Regions from separate parts of the Mus musculus genome. Here region 2 is linked to region 1. The links are chromatin contacts, called in public HiCAR-type maps. All regions are on one chromosome and are shown on one strand. The core of a region is the stretch at or near the end of the contact, and the rest is flanking DNA. Distances in the headings are between cores, read along the strand shown. Region 1 holds the start of Zfp324 (zinc finger protein 324). Region 2 holds the start of Ehd2 (EH-domain containing 2).

The links. HiCAR-type assays count read pairs that join an accessible place to other places.
Region 2: a contact with region 1 is called in a HiCAR-type map of astrocytes, with 6 times the contacts expected there. The contact joins the promoter of Ehd2 here to the promoter of Zfp324 in region 1. A contact is called at or near these places in 7 of 39 promoter capture datasets (the C10 cell line, cranial neural crest, embryonic stem cells and 4 more), 1 of 484 Hi-C or Micro-C datasets (B cells) and 2 of 115 datasets of contacts at active chromatin or transcription factors (astrocytes and epiblast stem cells).

The regions. Positions count from the first base shown.
Region 1 is chr7:12,964,487-12,972,145 of GRCm38.p6, forward strand. It overlaps Zfp324 (zinc finger protein 324), which reads left to right and starts at 1,352. Exons shown (of 4, transcript NM_178732.4): 1 at 1,352-1,813; 2 at 4,309-4,435; 3 at 4,878-4,994; 4 at 5,728-7,659. The coding sequence starts at 1,730. The coding sequence ends at 7,151.
Region 2 is chr7:15,964,629-15,971,283 of GRCm38.p6, forward strand. Ehd2 (EH-domain containing 2) reads right to left here and starts at 2,907. Exons shown (of 6, transcript NM_153068.3): 1 at 2,792-2,907. It overlaps Bicra (BRD4 interacting chromatin remodeling complex associated protein), which reads right to left. Exons shown (of 14, transcript NM_001081418.1): 14 at 6,634-6,655.

The DNA of each region.
Region 1 (7,659 bases), core at 102-2,601:
GTGAAAGAAGCTCTGGTCCTTCTGCCTCTGCCTCCTGAGTACTGGGATAGTAGCTGCTACCACAGCCAGCTCTCAACCCACGCTGTTTGAGAACCCACTGTACTTAGGGGCTGCATTAGCCCACCCTTAACAAGAGACCCAAGGAACTTCTATATAGAGACAAGCATACATAGAACTAAGGAACCCAACACAGGAGAAATGAGAATCCTGAAAGAAGATCCCTCACATGCTGCAGAATAGAGAAAAACCTTTTCCTGTCCTCCAATAACAGGGCCAGTCTTCACTGAGACTGCCCTGCCTTTCCAAAATCTCACATATCACTTAGATTGGCCCCAAGGAAATAAAGAATCAATATTGTGATGTGTGGAAAAGAGGGAAGAACAGGTGTCCTAAGGACAAGCAGCCAAGCATAGAAACTAGTTGATGTGCAAGGGTCTGAAATAAGAGCTCGCAACATTGACCTTCACTCTTTCCAAGACTGAGATAGGGGAATAGAAAGAGAGGCCGAAACCCAACTCTGTCTCTGCAGCTGGCCACACAGAGGGAAACTGCCTGAGCATGTTATCTCCGTATGTGATCGCGGTTGGTGTGGAAGTTGCTATGTAGTCTAGGATGGCCTTAAGTTTACAATGATCCTCCTGCCTCTCTCTCTTCTGAGTGCTGAGATTAAAGGTATGCGCCATCATGGATCTGATCTAAGGCTTTTCTGTCTATTTATTTCCCATGCGCATTGGCATTGGTGTTTTGCTTGCGTGTATGTCTGAAAGTGTTGGGTCCTCTGGAACTGGAATTACAGATAGTTGTGAGCTGCCTTGTGGTGATTTGAGCCCGGATCTGCTGGAAGAACAGTCAATGATCTTAACCGTTGAATTGCCCTGGAACTCTCTTTGTAGACCATGCTGGCCTTGAAATCAGAGATCTTGCCTCTGCCTCCCAAGTGCTGAGGCTACAGGTGTGTGCCACCACGCCCACTGCTGCCGTCTCTTTAGAAGGGATTCCCCATACGTTTTTTCTTTTGTGCTCCCAGCTTGTGTCGCCTGCCTCCCGAAATCTCCAAGTTTCCACTTCTGAATCTTCAGGTTTTGGTCCTGGGCCGCTTGCCCAGAGCGGGGACCTACCCAGGAGTCTCTGTTAGTGCTCAGGCCTGGCTGAAACCGGACGGTGGTGGTAAACTTCACTTTCCAGCTAAGGCTGGGAGGTAGGGAGAAAAGATGCTTTGGATACCCGCCATGGATACCAGGAAGGCACCCTCCTGTCATTCAGGCAAGTCAGCAGGAACTACGTTTACCCGAGCATCCGTGCTGTGCATTGGGCCAACGCGGATAGGAGAGGCGGGGCTTCCGGCGGTCTGGGTTGTCACTTTGCAGACTGGCTTAAGGCCACACGGGTGATCCCGATTGGTGCACGAAAGGCCTGGCCGACTCTGCAAATCTCGAGGAGGTTCTGGGGACCCAAGACTAGAGCAAATAAGGATAGTACTCGCAGTTGCCCGATTCTAACCTTGGCTCGGTACACGTCGGCACTGCAAGCCCGCAGCTCTGCCTCCAAGCCTCAGTATTCCCTGTTGGCTCATAGGCTGCAGCGGAGACCGTTAGGGTTGTGCCGAAGCCACGAACTCTCCATCCCCCAGCCGCAGCCCGCCAGGAGTCCTCTGGGCGTACAACGCCCTTTTCTGACCGGGAAACTGAGGCCCAGGCGGGCTGCGCGAGGCCGTGGGCGGGGACGGGCTATGCCCAGGTCTCTCGCCCGTCATGCCCCGCCCCCACTGCAGATTCCGGCGGCGGCAACCTGGCCGCTGACAAATCCACCGCGGGTGAGTGTAGGAATCTTTCCAAGGACCCACCAGGTGTCCTGGCTTGCCCTCTTACTGTACTGTGGGGAGGGACCCAGTTGCTTCCAACATCATAGTCCAGGTGAGTGAGGCGTGCGGGTGTGGAAGCCTCACTTGTGACAGCCAAGTGGGTAAGGTCTGGGGAAAAGTTAAAGGAAAGCACCCACATGTGCAAACGCCAAGGTGAGACTTTTATATTTTGAAGTCTCTCTCTCTCTCTCTCTCTCTCTCTCTCTCTCTCTCTCTCTCTCTCTCTCTCTCTCTCTCTCTCTCTCTCTCTCGCGCGGCTGGCCGCTAATTAGATATGCAGCCAAGAAATGGCCTTGCCCTTCTGGTCCCTCTGCTTCTGCTTCCATAGTGCTAGGTTTTCAGGCATGCTTGAGCACACACAGTTTATTCCGTACTGGGGATGGACCCCAAGACCTTGTGCATACCATGCAAACACTACAAACTTTCATCCCAGCCTGGTATTTAGCAATTTAGACGTGGAATAACCAAGGAAGGGAGGTCTTGTGTGTCTGAAACAGCAGGCAGAGGAATTGGGACTCTGTCCCAGAGGCATCGGAAGACAGAGTGCTTTAAACACAGACTGGACAGTTCCCAGTTAAGATTTTTAAGAGTGATTTTTAAAATTTTTATGTGTACTTTTGTGGGTCTATGCATATGAGTGTTGGTTCCCGGGGAACTTTGTTGTAGGCACTTGTGAGTCATCTAATGTGGACACTGGGAGCTGAATTCATGCCCTTTGAAAGAGCAGCACATACTCTTAACCGCTGAGCCATCTCTCTAGCCCCAGGCTTTGGGGTTTTGTTTTGAAAGACAATCTCACTGTGTAAATCTAGCTGGTCTGCAACTTGGTATGTAGGACCCTTGAGACAGGGTCCCACTATGTAACCATGGCTGTGCTGGAAATGTACAATTAGACCAGGCTGTTCTGGAACTCACAGAGATCCACTTGCTTCTGCCTCCCGAGTGTTGGAATGAAAGGCCTGTGCTACCACACCCAGACACCTAATTAAGATTTTAAAAGCATCTTCTCTTTTTCTGAGCGTAGAACAGACGTGGTGGAATAATATGTATAATAATTCATATTATTATGTAGAACAGAGGCTAGTAGCCCTTGGTCTATGTGAATGATGGTGGTCCCTGCATGAGATTAGTCATGGTAGTGGTTAAGGTGGCTGAATTATGAGTAGATCTGCTGATGCATCAGTGTTGTGTGAAGAACTCTATTGGTCAGCCTGAGCACCTGGGAGGATGGAACTACTGTAGACACAGGAAAGACCAGGCATGTGTGATGTCCCAGAGTGGACTGATTTGATGGGCCTGAAGTGATAGATGTCCAGTTAATTAATCCTAGCGTCTTGAGCCGGGACCTGAGAATTAAAGAAGTATAGTATACTGGCTGGTTGCTGGTTTTGTGTGTCAACTTGACACAAGATAGAGTCATTAGAGAGGAAGGAGCTTCAGTTGAGAAAATGCCTCCATGAGATTGAACTATAAGGCATTTTCTTAATTAGTGATCAATGTGGGGAGGCCCAGTCCAGGGTGGGTGGTGTCATCCCTGATCTGGTGGTCCCGGGTTCTACAAAAAAAAAAAAAAAAAAGCAAGCTGAGCAAGCCATGGGAAACAAGCCAGTAAGCAGCATCCCTCTATGGCCTCAGCATCAGATCCTGCCCAGTTGGCGTTGCTGTCTCGACTTCCTCCAGTGATGGACTGTGATCTGGAAGTGTAAGCTGAATAAACCCTTTCCTCCCAAGTTTCTTTTTGGTCATCAATACTAAGACAGATAGCTTCACAGAGTTGACTAGGGCTGGTTGCTTAGGATTTGAGAACAGGGAGGAAAGGCTTGTGGTGCCTATGGCTGTGAGGGGAAGAGTCCAACAGGTGGCTGAGCAAGGGTATGAGTTGTAAAAGCAGAAAGGAAATGGAGCATTGGTATAGAGGCAAGAAGGATTGACTTTCTGTATGTCTACCAGGTTGATGAGGCCAGTCCCACCTCAGACCTCTGACACCCCAATACCCATAGCAGTAACTGAGATTGTCTACTTACTCCAAAGGGCCTTTTTTTTTTTTTAATTTTTTTTTTTTTTTTTTTGGTTTTTTGAGACAGGGTTTCTCTCTGTAGCCCTGGCTGTCCTGGAGCTCACTTTGTAGACCAGGCTGGCCTCGAACTCAGAAATCCGCCTGCCTCTACCTCCTGAGTGCTGGGATTAAAGACGTGCACCACCACGCCCAGCTCCATTTTTTTTTTTTTTTTAAATTGGTGTTTGACTGGATTTCTCTACATAGCTGTGGCTGTCCTAGAACTCGCTATGTAGACCAAGCTGGTCCCAAACTCACAGACATATACCCGCCTCTCAACCAGTCTACAGGGAAGGAAGATAAATGTCTGAGAAGCATCTCCATTAATAGGGAACAGGTTCCTACCTCACTCAGCCATCGCATAGACACTATCTTATTCTTACTGTTGTAGAGATGGATGGCCTTTGAGGACGTGGCTGTGTACTTCTCCCAGGAGGAGTGGATGTTCCTGAATGCCGCCCAGAGGGCCTTGTACCGCCATGTAATGCTGGAAAACTTCGCACTTGTAGACTCCATAGGTAAAGGCCTGAGTTGAGTCCTTCATTGGAAGCAAAGCTGGGACCAGGTATGGCAGGCAGCTAAGCACACCAGGTTCAGGAGCTATTACAAGTGTCCACTCTCTCCCTAACTGTTTATGAGTATGACCCTCTATCTATAGGGATGTGAGAGGAAGGGCGGTGCCCTGGACACATATAGTCTGATAAACATAACCATTTCCTGTATCCCTGGGGTGCTGGCTGTCTACATTCTTCTGTGCCTGAGTTCTAGCACCTTCCTTTGGAGTGGCTGATCTAGTAGTTCCTTATGGGAACCCTTGAGCCGGGCCTGCAGTCCTCCTGTATCCTGTGGGGTTTTGGGTGCAATTGCATGGTTGACATCCATATCCCACACCCTGCTCTCTATTGGGGCTGGACTGTCTTGAGCTGGGGCTGGCCTCACATGCTCCTTATTCCTTCCTAGGACCTTCTGTCTCCCGGCCTCGTGTGATCATCCAACTCCAGCGTGGTGAGGAACCCTGGGTTCCCAACAGGACAAATAGAGGCCCAGGCAGGGGTGCCCACAGGAGATCCAGCCTTGGTGAGTTGGGCTTCACCTAGGGTGTATTCAGGGGCAAGGGCTACTACATTCTCTACTTCTTGGTATTACAGACACCCTCTTTTCCTGTCTAGAGATAGCTCCCTTCCCTTTTTGAATCTTTTTCCTCATCTTGTGACCTTTCCTGCCCCTGAAGGGCCCAGATGCTGTGTCCATGCAGGAAATTACTCCCTTTGAGCCACACATACATACATACCCATCGGCTGTGCTGTGTGGCTTCACTTTCCCCATTGAACTGTCACATTTGTAGGGTCATTCTTTCTCCCCAACTGTTGTTTGAACACTTCTCCTGGCCGGGCTCTTTCTGGCACTGTGCATAGCATTGGCCAGGACACTGCTGAGTGTTGTAGAGAGAATGCCCAGGAAAAGCAGTCTGCAACAGGATTGATAGTGCATAGACTCAAGGAATGAACACAAAGAGAAAGCAGGCTAGGGAGCGAGGCTTGAGAGAAAGGTCCCAGGTCAGCCAGTGCACAGTTGTGACCATAGAGGTCACAGTTGTTAGGACAGACTCTTCTCTGCCAACTTCTCCCAGGGCCAACCTACACTTCTGGTTTTCTGGTTTTGGGGTTTTGTTTTGGTTTGGTTTGGTTTGGTTTTTTCTAGTCAGTGTTTCTCTGTGTAGCACTAGCACTGCTCAGCTTCTTCAATAAGTTTGTTTTTTTTTTTTTTTCAGACAGGGTCCTAGCAGTAACTATCTTTTCTCTGCCTTCAGGATCCAATTATAGTACAAGAGAAAGACATGTGTCTAGAACACCTCCAGGGGCCACCTGTGACAGGCCTGATAGGATACCTACTAGTATCCTTCCTCCTGCTGGTGCCTACCCTGATGCAAAAATTCTGGAGGGACACCAAAGTGCCTGCCCATCTCTACAGAAAAAACCCACAGGGGTATCAGTGATTTACTGGGAGCAACTCCTGCTAGGTTCCAGCAGCAGTGAAGCAACTGTCAGCTTGCGATTGACTTCTCCAGTAGGGGTTCCTGAAAATGGTTCATCTAGAGGGAAGGCCTTCTCTGACTTTCTGGCCCCAGGGAAGCAGCCACGGGTAGCAGAGCAGCGAAAGCCAGAGATGCAGCTAACCCCTGGGAGAACTTTCCAAAGCATTCCAGATCTCCATGGGGCAGAGGAGGGACGTGGGATGAGTGAGGCTTGGCATGAGTCTCAGGGAGACCCCAATGTTACAGAGGCCCGGATATGGGATGAGCTGGGAGAGGCCCTCCAGGCCGGCCCAGGTCTTCTCTCTGGGGACAAACCTTTCGAATGTAGGGCGTGCAACAAAGTGTTCGTGAAGAGCTCAGACCTCCTCAAGCATCTGCGTACTCATACCGGGGAGCGGCCTTATGAGTGCGCCCAGTGCGGCAAGGCCTTCAGTCAGACATCTCACCTGACTCAGCACCAGCGCATCCATAGCGGTGAGACGCCTTATGTGTGCATGGTGTGCAGCAAGGCCTTCCGACACAGCTCCTCACTGGTGCGCCATCAGCGCATCCACACAGTCGAGAAGTCATTCCACTGCAACGAGTGTGGTAAGGCCTTCAGCCACGGCTCCAACCTCAGTCAGCACCTAAAGATACACGCAGGAGGGCGGCCCTATGCCTGCGCACAGTGCGGCCGCCGCTTCTGCCGCAACTCACATCTTATTCAGCACGAACGCACGCACACCGGCGAGAAGCCCTATGCCTGCTCCCTCTGTGGCGCAGCCTTTAGTCAAGGCTCCTCGCTCTTCAAGCACCAGCGTGTGCACACCGGAGAGAAGCCTTTCTCTTGTCCACACTGTGGCCGTGCCTTCAGCCACAGCTCCAACCTCACACAGCATCAGCTGCTGCACACGGGCGAACGACCCTTCCGCTGCGGCGACTGTGGCAAGGCCTTTGCCAAGGGCGCAGTGTTGCTCAGCCACAGGCGTATCCACACGGGTGAGAAGCCCTTCGTGTGCACGCAGTGTGGCCGCGCTTTCCGTGAGCGCCCAGCCCTCTTCCATCACCAAAGGATCCACACAGGAGAGAAGGCCCTGAGGAGGCCCAGGGGCAGTACGCACCCCCAGGCCAGGTCTCTTGGGGTATCCTTAGATGGCGCACCTCCAAAGGCCAGTTCTACCACAGCCCCACCAGCAGTCCCAAAGATAGCTGAGGCCTAAGGTCACAGCTGTGCCCTTCTCTGAAATCCCTTTCACTCACTGTGGAAGAGCCTGTGTTCTCAGCAAATCCACTGTGGTGTGAGGCAGGTACAAGGAAGACTTGCCAGTCAGTTCCATTTACAGCTATATCCTAAAAGAAGCTGTCCTGGAGAGGAATCCATAGACTGCATGAACCCCCCTGGGACTGGTGGAGTAGGCAGGGACTGACCCCGGAACTAATGTGTGACTCTCAGACTTTGATCTTCATGGTAATGCCACTTCAGTATTTCCTGACTGTGGCTATACAAACAGGAAAAGAGCCCGCAATAGGCAGGAGCTCTCAAATTAGCAGCTGGAGATACAACCCCAGTGCATTCCATTTCTTTGGTGCAAGCTTCAGGCAAACAAATGGTTTGTTTCTGTGCCTCAGCCTTCTCCTCTGGGAAATGAAGAGGGAAGGAGATTTGGACCAGTAGAGGATGATGCTATAAAATATTCTAGCAGCCGGATATCGTGACACATGACTTTA
Region 2 (6,655 bases), core at 1,657-4,156, 3.0 Mb after region 1:
CAAAGCTGGACCGGGCAACGTGTAAGACCCTATCTCAAAAGGCATCCAAAGAAAGTCATTGCTAAATCCGTGCATCATTACATCACATGACCATCATTAAACATATCTTCACTGACATGGCTCGCTCGATGCTGCAGGAGCTATCATCCAAGATAAGAGCCATAAAGTCCAGTTGCCTTCCAACCAGAGCCCACAACTGAGGGCCTGGGCACCCAACAGTTAGTGATACCTGCAGAATTCCAGGCATCCAGAGGGGGCATGGGAAACTGACCACGGGGTCAGCAAAGGCCTGGGAAAGGCTGACTTCTGAGCTTCTTTGTGGAGCACAGGCAAGACAAAGGTCTTACGCAGAGGATGGTATGTACAAAGGCCCAAGGGTGGGACAGGCTCTTGGGGGCTGGGAGTTGAGAATTGTCTGGTGGGGATGCAGTGCCAGAGGGATGAGAAACAAGGCTGTAGAGGCTACCTAGGTGCACCCAGGCCAGGAGGAGTCTTGTCATTGGAAAGATGCGTGAAAACTATAAACCAGACACCGTGCCAGCTCATATTTGGGGTGTGATGCTAGAACAGAACCCAGAATCTTGAGCATGCTAGGCAAACACAGTAAAGCCAAGCCATACCTGAGCCCCTCACTGGGGGATTCTAGGCAGGGCTCTACCACTGAGCCACGCCCCCGGCCCCTCACTGGGGGATTCTAGGCAGGGACTCTTAATCACTGAGCCACACTCATAACCCTGTGCCAGCTCCCTTAATTTTCATGACTACCTGGTGGCTCTACCATTACCCCCATATTAGGTCTTTTCTTTTTTTTTTTTTTTTTTTTTTGATTTTTCGAGACAGGGTTTCTCTGTGTAGCTCTGGCTGTCCTGGAACTCACTCTGTAGATCAGGCTGGCCTTGAACTAAGAAATCCACCTGCCTGTGCCTCCCAAGTGCTGGGATTAAAGGCGTGCGCCACTATGCCCGGCGGTCTTTTCTTTTTGATATCATGTCTTGTGTATTTCATGATGCACTTGAACAGAGGATAATCTTGACCTTCTGGTCTTCTTGTCTCTACCTCCCTAGCTCTGAGCTTACAGATGTGCACTGGCATGCTGACTTTTATCCTGAGTTGGGGGCTAGAACCTCAGGCTTCAAGCAGGCTAGGCAAGCACTCTACAAACCCAGCTATTCCTCAACCTTACCCACACTGTTTCACGGAGGAAACTGAGCCTCAGGAAGGCATCAGTAGCTTGCACGGGTTCATCGAGCTGGAAAGCACTCCAGCTGGGCTCCCATGTTAGGCCTCAAAGCTTAGGGGGAAAGTTGTCACCAACCTTGCAGTAGTGAGCACCCCTAAAGCCAGACCGTGCTCTCTGTAGTGCCTCAATGCCTTCACGAGCCTGTGGTGTCTGGGTTGATGCATCTCCTGGCTGTCAGTAATAGTCTCTCCCCTTGCTCCATAGGTAGACGCTTATTTTAGTGACTTTGAAGAGCCAGCTTTTGGTCAGATTGGAGTCTCTAACTGTCATTCCTCACAGAAAGAATGGAGGGCTCCTTAGAAGAGCAGCTGTCCCAGAGCTGTGGCTGTGGCTGTGGCTGTGGCTGTGGCTGTGGCTGTGGCTGTGGCTGTGGCTGTGGCTGTGGCTGTGGCTGGGGCTGTGGCTGTGGCTGTGGCTGTGGCTGTGGCTGGGGCTGGGGCTGGGGCTGGGGCTGGGCCTGGGGCTTGGAGGTTAGGAAGGAACAAGCCAGTCTGAGTCAGCTCAAAGGCCACCCAGCACTCAGCCTGAAATGGCTCTCCTTAGCCAAAGATGAGACAATTTTTCCTTTTTTTTTTCTTTTATTAAAAATATTTTATGTGTCTTTATGTATGCCTGTGTTCCATGTTCATGGCCCCTTGGGGGCCAGAAAAGAATTTTGGATTCCCCTGGACTGAAGTAACAGATGGTTTTGAGCTACCATGTAGGGCAGAGTGCATATCTGTAATCTCAGCACTAGGCAGGCAGACACAAGATTAGAAGTTCGGGACCATCCTCTACCTCTACCTCTGGAAGAGCAGCCAGTTCTGACTCTCAGTGAACTCTCCACCACCAGCTTCCTCTCCGACATCCCCGCCCCCTACATTCTCACTATGTAGCTCTGACTGACCTGGACCTATGTAGCCCAGGTTAGCCTTAGACTGAGATCTGCCTGCCTCTGCTTTCTACATCTTGGGGTTCAAGGAGTGTGCCACCATATCTGACTCAAAGATGGGACAATTTAAATATCAAAACAAACAAACAAAACCCCAAACGTTGCAAATCAAAATATAAAATCATTGTGACTTAAAGGAAAAGGGAAGAGTGGAAAGAAAATGGATTGGAGGGGTGGGAGAAATAACGGACGGAAGAACCTGTGACATAGATGAAGAGAGGGAACCCTGGAAATGTCCCAGGCAGGGAGGCAGCTGAGGGGCATCTCAAAAAGGGGTGGCTGAAGAGTCTATGCACTTCGAGAGGCAAGAGAAGGCTCTTGGGTGGCAAGACGGACCAAGGGGAGCAGAGATGGGTGTGGAGGGTAGAAGGCCACTTCAAAGGGGGAGTCTTCAAAGATGAAGGCTGGGTAGGGACTGGGAGAACTGGGGGAGGGGGAGGGGGAGGGGGCTATACGGAGTACTAAAGAGAGGCTGGGGAGATCTGAGGAGGTTGAGGGAAGATTTGAGGAGGGGTGGGGGTAGTCCTGGAGTGTGGGAATTGGGAGCGACTGGGACGGAGAGTGCACAGACTGTTACAGAGGGGAGCGAGGGTGAGAGGTGGGATTTGGGGAGCACTCACCAGGGATCTGGGGAGCGCAGAGCAAGCAGCCCGAGCTCTGTCCTGTCCGCAGTGGAGTGAGACGGGTGGGGCCGCGTGCGCTAGGAGCGGCGAGCAGGGCGGGCCCCAGGCCCCCTGTCCTAGCCCGCGCCAGCCTCGGGCGCCCCCTGGCGGGCACTGTGAAAACGCGCACAGGTTCGAGCGTGCACTCCTTAGTTCAGTGTGAGCCCCATCCTCCAGCTTTTGGCTCCCTCTCTTAGCAAATAAGTTGACAGAGGCTGCAGCAGGCCTACCAATAATTTGTCTGATCATAGTGGTGCATGCAAGTTTGAAGCCAGCTGGACCGCGTGGGGGGGGGGGCGGGGATCCTGTCTCAAAAATAACTGTAACAACAGTAATTTTAAAATCTTAAGTACAAGACGGAAGAGTTAGATGGTCAGCATTTAAGAATACTGACTGAGCCGGGCGTGGTGGCACACACCTTTAATCCTAGCACTTGGGAGGCAGAGGCAGGCGGATTTCTGAGTTCTGAGGTCAGCCTGGTCTACAAAGTGAGTTCCAGGACAGCAGAGCTATACAGAGCAGAGCTATACAGAGAAACCCTGTCTCGAAAAACAAAAGCTAAAACAAAAAAACCTCCACCCCCCCCCCAAAAAAAGAATACTGACTGCTCTTCCAGAGGACTTGGATTCAATTCCCAGCACCCACATTACAACTCACATTACAACACATATTACAACAGCTCACAACTGTCTGTAACTTCAAGATCTGACACCCTCACACACACATGTGCAAAGCAGGCAAAACACCAACACATATAAATAAAAGTAAATTATTAAAATGTAAGTGCACAGGCCCAATGTGGTGGCACAAGCCTTTCATCCCAGCATTTGGGAGGCAGAGGCAGGTGAATCTCTATGAGTTTAAAGCCAGCCTGATCTTCATAGCAAATTCCAGACCAGCCAAAGCTACGTAGTAGAGACGCTGTGTATCTACTATAAAAACAACCAACCAACCACCACCAACACCACCGCCACCAACAAAAACACAAGGGGGAGAAACCTCAAGGCCATGGGGCTAGGGATGTGGCTTAGTTGGTACAGTGCCCATCTAGGATACATGAAGCCCTGAGTTCTATCGCCAGCACAGAATATGCCCAGCACGGTGGTGCAGGCATACACTCTCAGCATCAGTTCATAGACACAGCACACGGGGTGGTAGTTTGAATAAAAATGGCCTCCGTAGGCTCATAGGGACTGGCATTATTAGGAGCTGTGTTTTTGTTGGAGTAGGTATAGTCTTTTTGGAGGACGTGTGTAGGGGGTAGAGGGGGGACATCGAAGTGTCAAATAATCAAGCCAGGCCCAGTCTCTCTCTCCCTGCTGCCTGCCAACCTAGATGTACAACTTACCTCTTCAGCACCATGTCTGCCTACATACCTCCACGTTTCCTGTCATGATGATAACAGATTGAACCTCTGAAACTGTAAGCCAGCCCCAATTAAACGCTTTCCTTTATAAGAGTTGTCGTGGTCATGGTGTCTCTTCATAGCAATAGACACCCTAACTATGACACATGCCTTACTTTATTTTGGCATTCTAAAATAGAGTCTGGACACTAAGTAGCCCAAATTACCCTCACGATTCTCCTGCCTCAGCCCCCCACACACATAGGTGTATGCCACCATACAAAGCAAGCAAACGGTTGCTTTTCTGAAAATGTCGCCTGCCCACAATGACCACTTTCCAGACTGCTGGGATTACAGGTGTGTACCACCATGCCCAGTTTATGGGATGATGGTAAAAAAAAAAACTTAGGGCCTCTTGCATACTAGTCAAGTTTTTTTCTCAATTTATATATATTTATTTACATTTTTAAGATTTATTTTCATGTGTATCGGCAACAGGATGAGAGTTGAGCCTTTCAGAAGGTCTCTCCTGGCTCTGAGTGCCCCGGACAATGATCCACGAAGCCAATCAGACAAGACCTTGTTTTCAGATGTTACCAGTGCATCAACCTAGAAGCCCAGTCCTAGGTATGTGTATGGGTGTGTGGTGATTTGAATAGTTTTGGGCCCTGGAGATTCATGTATTTCAATGCTTAGCTTTAGGGAAAGGCTCTAATAGGAGGTGTGGCCTTGTTGTAGGAAGTGTGTCACTGTGTAGGTGGGCTTTGAGACCTCCTATGCTCAGGCTCTGCCCAGTGCAGAAGACAGTCTCCTCCTGGCTGCTTTCCAACCAAACCAGAACTCTCAGCTCCTCCAGCACCATGCCTGCCTGCGTGCTGCCATGCCTCCCGCCATAATAGACTAAACCTCTGAAACTGTAAGCCAGGCTCCCAACCCCAATGTTTTCTTTTATAAGAGTTGCCTTGGTCATGGTGTCTTTTTACAGCAATAACATGCTAAGACAGGTGTTTGGCCTGCATACTACATATGCCTCATGTGTGTGTACAGTACTTTCATAGACCAGAAGAGGGCACCAGATGCCTGGGATTAAAGTTACAAATGATTATGAGCCATCATGTGGATACTAAGAATCAAACCCAGGTCTTTGGCAAGAACAGCCAGTGCTTGTAACTGGTGAGCCATCTCTTCAGTCTCGGGTCTTGTACAGCCCAGGCTGACCTTGATCTCCTCAAGTAACTGAAAAGGATCTTGAACTCCTGGTTCTCTTGCTTCTACTTCCTGAGTGCTAGCATATACCACCACATCCCTAAGTGTCTTTGAGCTTTATTGACATGTCTGTGTGGGTGTGCTCACGTGAATTTATGTGTAACACATATGTTCAGCAACCCAAAGGGGACCCTAAGAGGGTGTCATATTCCTGGACCTGGTGTTGTGAGCAGCCACGTGGGTGCTAGGAACCAAACCTGGTCCTCTATAAGAGCAGTAAGCACTCTTAACCACTAAGCCATCTCTGGTGCCCCATAAATGTCTTTGGACAGAAAACTAAAACAAGGTACTGAGTGGATGGTTGATAATATTGACCCTAGATTGCCAGGGTCCCAATCCCACATCCCCTGGACCAATGGTTTGGAGCATTTTCAAGCAAAGCCCGCAGTACTATACTGAGAACTGACACCACTGGTTTCAGAGGCAGGGAATTCCAAACTACCCTCTCACCAGCCCCACAGCACTTAGAACATGGCTTAGGACCCAGTGGACATTCACCCAACATATAAAATCCCTCTCCATTGGCTTGGTTCCAACCCACCAACACCATTCCCAAAATAAAACACCCAAAACCAACAGGGGCCAGAGGGGGCCTGAGTAGTTTAAAAAAAAAAAAGGATCGGCTTTTAATTTACAAGAGTTCTAGATGTACAGAATTCTCCCTTAAAAAAATCGTTATACACAATAAATACAGTACAAAAAAAATCTTTATCTTACAGTACTAGTTTTGTCTCCGAAATTTCAAAACGTGGCGTGGTGGGCTGGAGGCAAGAAGAATACAGGGAAGACTGCTTGGGAGAAGGAAGGACGACCCCGTGTCTTGTTCCTCTGGAGGGATGGGGGGGGGGGCGCTCTCTCTCTCTCATGCACGCGCGCGCGCGCGCGCACACACACACACAGGATGACTCAGGTGAATGCACGTATGGATGGGATGCAGGTACCCCCCTCTCTCTCTCTCTCATGCACGCGCGCGCGCACACACACACACACACAGGATGACTCAGGTGAATGCACGTATGGATGGGATGCAGGTCCTCTCTCTCTCTCTCTCTCTCTCTCTCTCTCTCTCTCGTGCACGCACACATACACAGGATGACTCCGGTGAGTGCACGTATGGATGGGATGCAGGTACCTCTCTCTCTCTCTCTCTCTCTCTCTCTCTCTCTCTCTCTCTCTCTCTCTCTCTCGTGCACGCACACATACACAGGATG